Regions from separate parts of the Sus scrofa genome. Here region 2 is linked to region 1. A link is a contact called in public Hi-C data. All regions are on one chromosome and are shown on one strand. Each heading gives the region's core, a stretch centred on a gene start, on an enhancer-like site or on the middle of the called end of the contact. The rest is flanking DNA. Distances are from core to core; before and after follow the strand shown. Region 1 holds the start of FOXK1 (forkhead box protein K1). Region 2 overlaps FOXK1 (forkhead box protein K1).

Region 1 (2,891 bases), core at 318-2,817:
AGCCCGCTGGTGAAACAGAAACAGGAGTGAGGAGATGGAAGCAACCACTACACAGAAAAAGAAAGTGCCTGAGGACGACGCGAGTGATTAGACAGGCTTTCTCCTCGTCAAGAGATCTCAAAAAAGCAAGGGCCTCCCCGGCTGAGGGTGCCAGGAACCGGAAGAGCCGGGCAACACGAGGAGGCTGCTCAAGAACGGTGGGGCATCGCCGCCTGCCCCCCCCCCCAAGGGCGGCCGGTCCCTTCTCCTTGCCCTGCTTCCCTGCTCAGGAACCCCAACTGCGATCCGAACGCTCCCAGTGCTGAGTACTTGTGTCCTCAGGTGCGCTAAGAAAAGGGCACTTCCTGTCCCCACCCAGCCCACTCTCCTGCCTGTCCCCTCCCCGCCCAAGTCGCCGCTCAGACCTGGCCCCTACGGCCGGGGCTCTGGCCTTCTGTGGGTCACCGGTCACTGGCCTTCTTGGGGGAGCTGCAGGGACCCCGCATCTCCCGGAGCAACGGCACCTGAAGCAACCCTCCTCGCGAGGGCGCTGGGGCGACCCGGGGTGCAGACTGGGGAGGGGGACAGAGAGGGACCCTCAGAGCTCAAGCTGGGTGGGGACAGAGCCGCCCCTCAACGCCCAGGGCCCAGCCAGGGCGGAGATCAAGAATCACCCCGGGTCCGGGTCGGGAGGGGAGGGGGAGGACCCAAGCTCTGGTGGGCGACCGTCGGGGGTCCAGGCAGGGCGGGGGTCGAGGTCGATCCTGGGGCCCAGACCAGGCGAGGAAAGCGGGTTGTCGCCGGCCCAAGGCGGCCAGGGGCAGGAGCTGCCGCGGAGTCCCGGGCAGGCCGGCGGGCGGGGAGGGGGGAGGGGCAGGGACGACCCTCCGGGCCCAGGCCTCCGGATCCCCGCGGCCGTTCCCGGGGGGCGGGGTTGATCTCGGACCCCAGCCGGGCGGGGGAGGGGGGCGGGGGTGACCCCGGGCCGACGCCCGGCGGGGGCAGGGGCACTCACTGTTTGGGCAGCTGCAGGGCGGGCGCGCCGCGCCGCTGGAAGGCCCCGTCCACGAAGACGCCGTTCTTGCCGAGGCAGCGCAGGTAGAAGTGCGGCTCCTGGAAGCTGAGCTGCAGGTGGCGCCGCGAGATGAAGCTGGACAGGCCCATGCTCAGGTCCACCGAGCCCTGCGACGAGTTGCGGCCGATGGTGACGCTGGGCTGGCGCATGAGGAACTCGAACTCGCGGCCCTCCAGGCGCGCCAGCGCGGGCCCGGGGCTCCGGCGCACCGAGGCGGCCGCCGCGGCCACCAGGGCCTCGCCCGCCGCGCCCCCCGCGGCCCCGGCGATCGCGCCCGGCGGCGGCGGCGGCGGCGGCGGCAGCGGCGGCGGCGGCGGCGGGGGCTGGGCGGGCGGCGGCGGCGGCGACGGGGCGGCGGGCCCGGGCGCGGGCGCCGCGGCGGCGGGGAAGGCGGCGGCGGCGGCGGCGGCGGCGCACAGCATCGGGCTGCAGGGCGCCGAGCGCAGCGCCAGCAGGGCGCGGGCCCCGCTGTCCTCGCCGACTTCGGCCATGTTCGCGCAGCTCCGAGCGGCCTCCGGCGGCGGCGGCGCGGCGCGGGGGGCGGGGCTCCGGGGGCGCGGGCGGGCGGGCGCGGGATCCCGGGCCGGAGCGCGGCCGGCCGGAGCGGAGCCTGCGGGCCGCGCGCCCCGCCCGCCCGGCCGGGGCTCGCGGAAGCTCGCGGCGCGCTCGCGGCGCGCGCGGGGCGGGGCGCGCTCGGGGCGGGGCGGGGCCGGTGTCCGCGCCCCGCCCCGCCTCGCTGGCCCCAGGCCGGTGCCTCGCTCGCCGCCTCCGGCCGGGGGCTGCCCCGTCCTCCGCCCTCGCGGGACGGAATGGAGGGACCCCCAGGATGCCTCGCTGGGACGTGTGCATCCTCGGTCGCGCCCTGGAGGGCGGGACACGGACCTCAGCAGTCTCCTGGGCCCGAGGCGCTCCATCCGACAGCCCTGAAGTGCGATCACACGGAAGCGAAGGGGCTTCGTGCTGTGGCCGAGGTTTTGGCCTAAAGATGCTCGCCCTCCCTGAGGGCCTGGGTTCCTCGTCGGAGTCGTCCCGGGCCCCGTGCTAGGCCCCGGCGCAGTGGTCGCCTGCCCTCTAAGCCCCTTAGAGATGCCTGCAGAGACCACGGAACTGGCCAATCGAGGCATCGTTCAGATCCCGCAGTGCTTCATGCTTTCGTAACTCCTCCAGGGCCCCCTAAGAATGGAAGCCGTCTTAACACATTGCCATCATTTGATAATTACTGAGGTTGGGGGGAAGCAGACCCTCTCTGGTGGAGCTTACGGTCTGGCAGACAAACAAACAAAAAAACCCCAAGGCAGGAGATGCAGACAGGAAACAAATGGCATCCTAACAAAGACAAAATTACAGCAGTCTCAAGTCCAATAAGGCAGTCACACAGTGACATTCGAGAGAGTATGGAGATGTGGCCCGCCTAGGGTGGGAAGCTTGGCCGCTTACTGTACACTCACAGCCTGGGGCTGCAACATCCATTAACCCCACCAGTACATGATTGAATAAATAGATAAAAACAGAATCAGGGCTTGGGGTGGGAGTGGGGGGGGGGCAGGTACATTTTTACAAGCTGTAACGGAGAGAAGCTAATTGATAGTGGAGGAGGACAATAAAAACAGGGTCAGGGTGGAGTTCCCTGGTGGCTCAGAGGGTTAAGGACTTGGCACTGTCACTGCTGTGGTTGCTGGATTTGACCCCTGGCCAGGTGCAGTCATAAATAAATAATTAGAAACTGACACACACAAAAATGCAGCTCCCCGCTGTGGCACAGTGGGATCGGTGGCATCTTGGGATCCCTGGGACTTGGGTTCGATTCCCAGCCTGGCACAGTGGGCTAAGGATCCGG
Region 2 (2,939 bases), core at 412-2,911, 46 kb before region 1:
CTCTGGAAAGCACTGACCAGTGAGTGCCATCAGCAAACCGCCTGAACCAAGATGTACCAAGCTCTTCTCCCTCCGAGTGGGCACATCTGGGCTGCCCGCCCCAGGCCTCCCTCAGCTCCTCTGCCAGGCCCCTCCTGCTCCCTCAACCCCAGAGCCAAAGCCCGGAAGGAAGCGCTCCGGGCGGCAGGTCACGGGCTGGGTGTGGTCCGGAAGGGTCAGCCAAGAACATGGCACAGCGACCTTCAGAGCCGCTCCCCCCTCCCCCACAGATGTGTCTGAGAGCCGGGAACCCATCCAGTGGAGACAAGAACTAAAGGACAAGTCCATTCAACTTCCTCTCAACATGTTTTTTCGGCCGTGTGGGTGGCAGTTCTGGGGCCAGGGATCCAACCTGAAGAGCCACAGCAGTGACCCAAGTCACTGCAGTGACAACGCCGGATCCTTAACCCGCTGCACTACAAGAGAACATTTTAAAGCCGCAAACCACCCCGGCACAGGTTTAGGCAGAAGGAAAAAATGCAAGAACAGGGAGGGCCCTGCCTTTATGTGTCACATGAAGCAACTTTGATTTCTTTCCAGTTTTTTTGGGGGGTGGGGTGGGGAGGGATCACGTGGGTGTGCAGAGGGGGTGTGTGTGTGTGTGTGCAAGGTCCACAGGTGCGGGTATGGAATGGGGGGGCTCCTAGACCTGCAGGCAGGGATCCCACTCTGCAGGACGGCAGCCCGAGAGGCCTGCTCCTCTCCAGGGCACCACAGAGCCCAGAAACGCGGCAGCAGACACATCCCTCTCAAGGAAGGACCCGCGGTTTGCCAGAAACACAAAAGTACGTGGACCTCCAAACTCAAAAAGCACCGAACACAGCGAGACAATGGGAAGTGAGCTCGGACTGAACTCCCGGAGGTGGCGAAGCAGACCCGCCCAAGAGGGTGATGAAAAGGGATTTGGGTTCCGGAGTCCTGTGCTTAATTTTTATTTTATACAACGTTCCTCCCGCTAACCTTTGCCAACTGTCACAACGTGAAATCCTTCTGGTTCTGACTTCTATTCCGAAAAAAAAATCAAGAAATGCCTTCCTCAGGAAAGCGCTTCTAAAACCTTTCGCTTTCTGTGCTGCCCCTTTTCTCTGGCTGAATTTCTCCAGTTTTCTTAAAACTGTGTCTCTACGGACTGGGCTCTAGTTTTGCAAAACTCAGAACACGGTTAACCAATTTTTACTCTCCTAAAGACACCAACCACTTCTTTGCAAAATGGGGCGGGGGGGGGGGGAGGTCAGCAAAATGCTGCTTAAGGTAGCAGAACTTCTCAAAGAGCGTTCATTCATGTTCTGGGCGGAGGCCTTCAGCGCAGGAAAAAAACCCGCCCACGCCCACGGGCTGCCCGGCAACGCGGAGAAGCCGGAGAAGCCGCGAGGCAGCGCGGCGGGCGGGGGAGGGGCGGCGGCGCGGGTTCCCACGGCCGCGCCCCGAACCTCGGGGAAAAGGGGCGCAGCGCGAGGTGCCGGGGAAAACCCGCTCCGAGGGCTGCAGAGGCGCCACGTTAGGGGCGGCAGGGAGCTGCAGCCCTGCCCCTGCGACAGCGCAGCTGGCCGGCCAGGGCCTCCGCCCCGCGGCCGCTTCCTTGGGGACCCGCTCCTGCAGCCCCCGCGCCGGAAGCACTGGGAGCACGGGGCGCGCGGGGCGGGCCGCCCAGAGGAAGGCTGTTGGTAAACACGCCGGCCCCACCCCGCAAGAGCAGCACAGGAAAAGGATCTTGGCCAGCTCAACCTCAGGGCCTCTGAGGTTTGGAGTCGCTCAATCGAATTCCGCTGCGCTAAGACAAACGGATGTAAACAGAAATCCTTTTCTGTGACACTTAATTCAAGGCCAAAAAGTGAAAGAGCCAGTCTCCAAGTGACTACTTTCCCCCAAAACAAGTTCCAGCAGACGAAAGCCAGAGGAGAGCGCCTCCCCGGGCAGCCTCCGGGGAAGGCCAGGGTGGGGACGCACCCCCAGCCCCCACTCCAGCCCCAAGAGCAAGTTAAATATAAACCCGGCGCCTGCCTGGGCCCCGCTGCGGCTTCTCGAACAGCGCCGCCAACCCCAGCTCACTGGGCTCCTTTACAACCGCCGCCTCCCTCCGACCCGAGCAAGTGCAGCGCCGGGAGCTCCGCCGGAATAGCTGAGCCCGCTGGCCAGGGTCTTTATTTAAGATGCCCCTGGGAAACACACTTACTTTATGGCAACCCCCAGGTACAAAGCAAAACATTCTTTTTCCTTAAAAAGCGTCCGTGGGACTGGATTATAAAGGGCGGATGAACAATCCCACGCCTGCCTAAGGCTGACCGCCTGCTCTGGTTTCCCCAGAGGGACAGGCAAGGGCCTCCGAGGCCCACCCCGCCCAGCACAGGACACGCCTGTCGTGAGCTCTGGGCTCCCAGCGGCCCTGAGGCATGCCTGGCCCGCGTTCCTTCCCGGTGCTGCGGGACAAAGGGTCAGTGCCTAACAGCTTTCATCAGCCTCGCCGAGATGTGACCCACAGGTTGCACGGGGCCCCCGCGGAGAGTGTTCAAGGCAGGGCTCTCCCGCGCCGGCGGACCTGGCTGCCACCGCCTCGCTCCAGACACTTGCCCTCGCCCCAGAAAGAAAGCCCACCCCAGCCAGGAGTCACCCCCTTGACCCCCAGCCCCTGGCAACCCCTCGCCTCCTTTCCTCCTCTACACATTTGCCTCTTCTGGACATTTCACACCGACAGGATCGTGCAACCTGTGCTCTCTGGGGAGGGGTTTCTTTTGCTCTGCGCGGGGTCACCCCCCAGGGCTCACCTGGGCTGGACCATGCGTCGGCACCCCAGCCGCTCTGTGCAGGAATAACGCTCCCCTGGGTGGCCCTAACACCGCCTCTCCACTCAGCAGCGGATGGACATGGGACTTGTCCCCAGGGCCGGGAATGCTCTCGCACTG

What was found. A called contact is a pair of places that touch in the nucleus more often than the background predicts.
Region 2: a contact with region 1 is called in a Hi-C map of skeletal muscle, with 2.5 times the contacts expected there. The contact joins the enhancer-like site here to the promoter of FOXK1 in region 1. A contact is called at or near these places in 1 of 5 promoter capture datasets (liver), 19 of 47 Hi-C or Micro-C datasets (alveolar macrophages, blood, brain and 9 more) and 2 of 2 datasets of contacts at active chromatin or transcription factors (alveolar macrophages and skeletal muscle).

The regions. Positions count from the first base shown.
Region 1 is chr3:3,554,815-3,557,705 of Sscrofa11.1, reverse strand. It overlaps FOXK1 (forkhead box protein K1), which reads right to left and starts at 1,567. Exons shown (of 9, transcript XM_021086021.1): 1 at 995-1,567. The coding sequence starts at 1,545.
Region 2 is chr3:3,601,308-3,604,246 of Sscrofa11.1, reverse strand. All of the region lies in intron 2 of FOXK1 (forkhead box protein K1), which reads right to left. Among named protein-coding and RNA genes, the nearest start is that of AP5Z1, 20 kb to the left of the region's middle. Within about 2 kb of position 1,661, at least 56 of the 83 cell types and tissues checked have an H3K27ac peak or open chromatin away from gene starts, as enhancers often do. A contact at or near this core is called in alveolar macrophages, liver, mesenteric adipose tissue and 4 more, where this site is marked.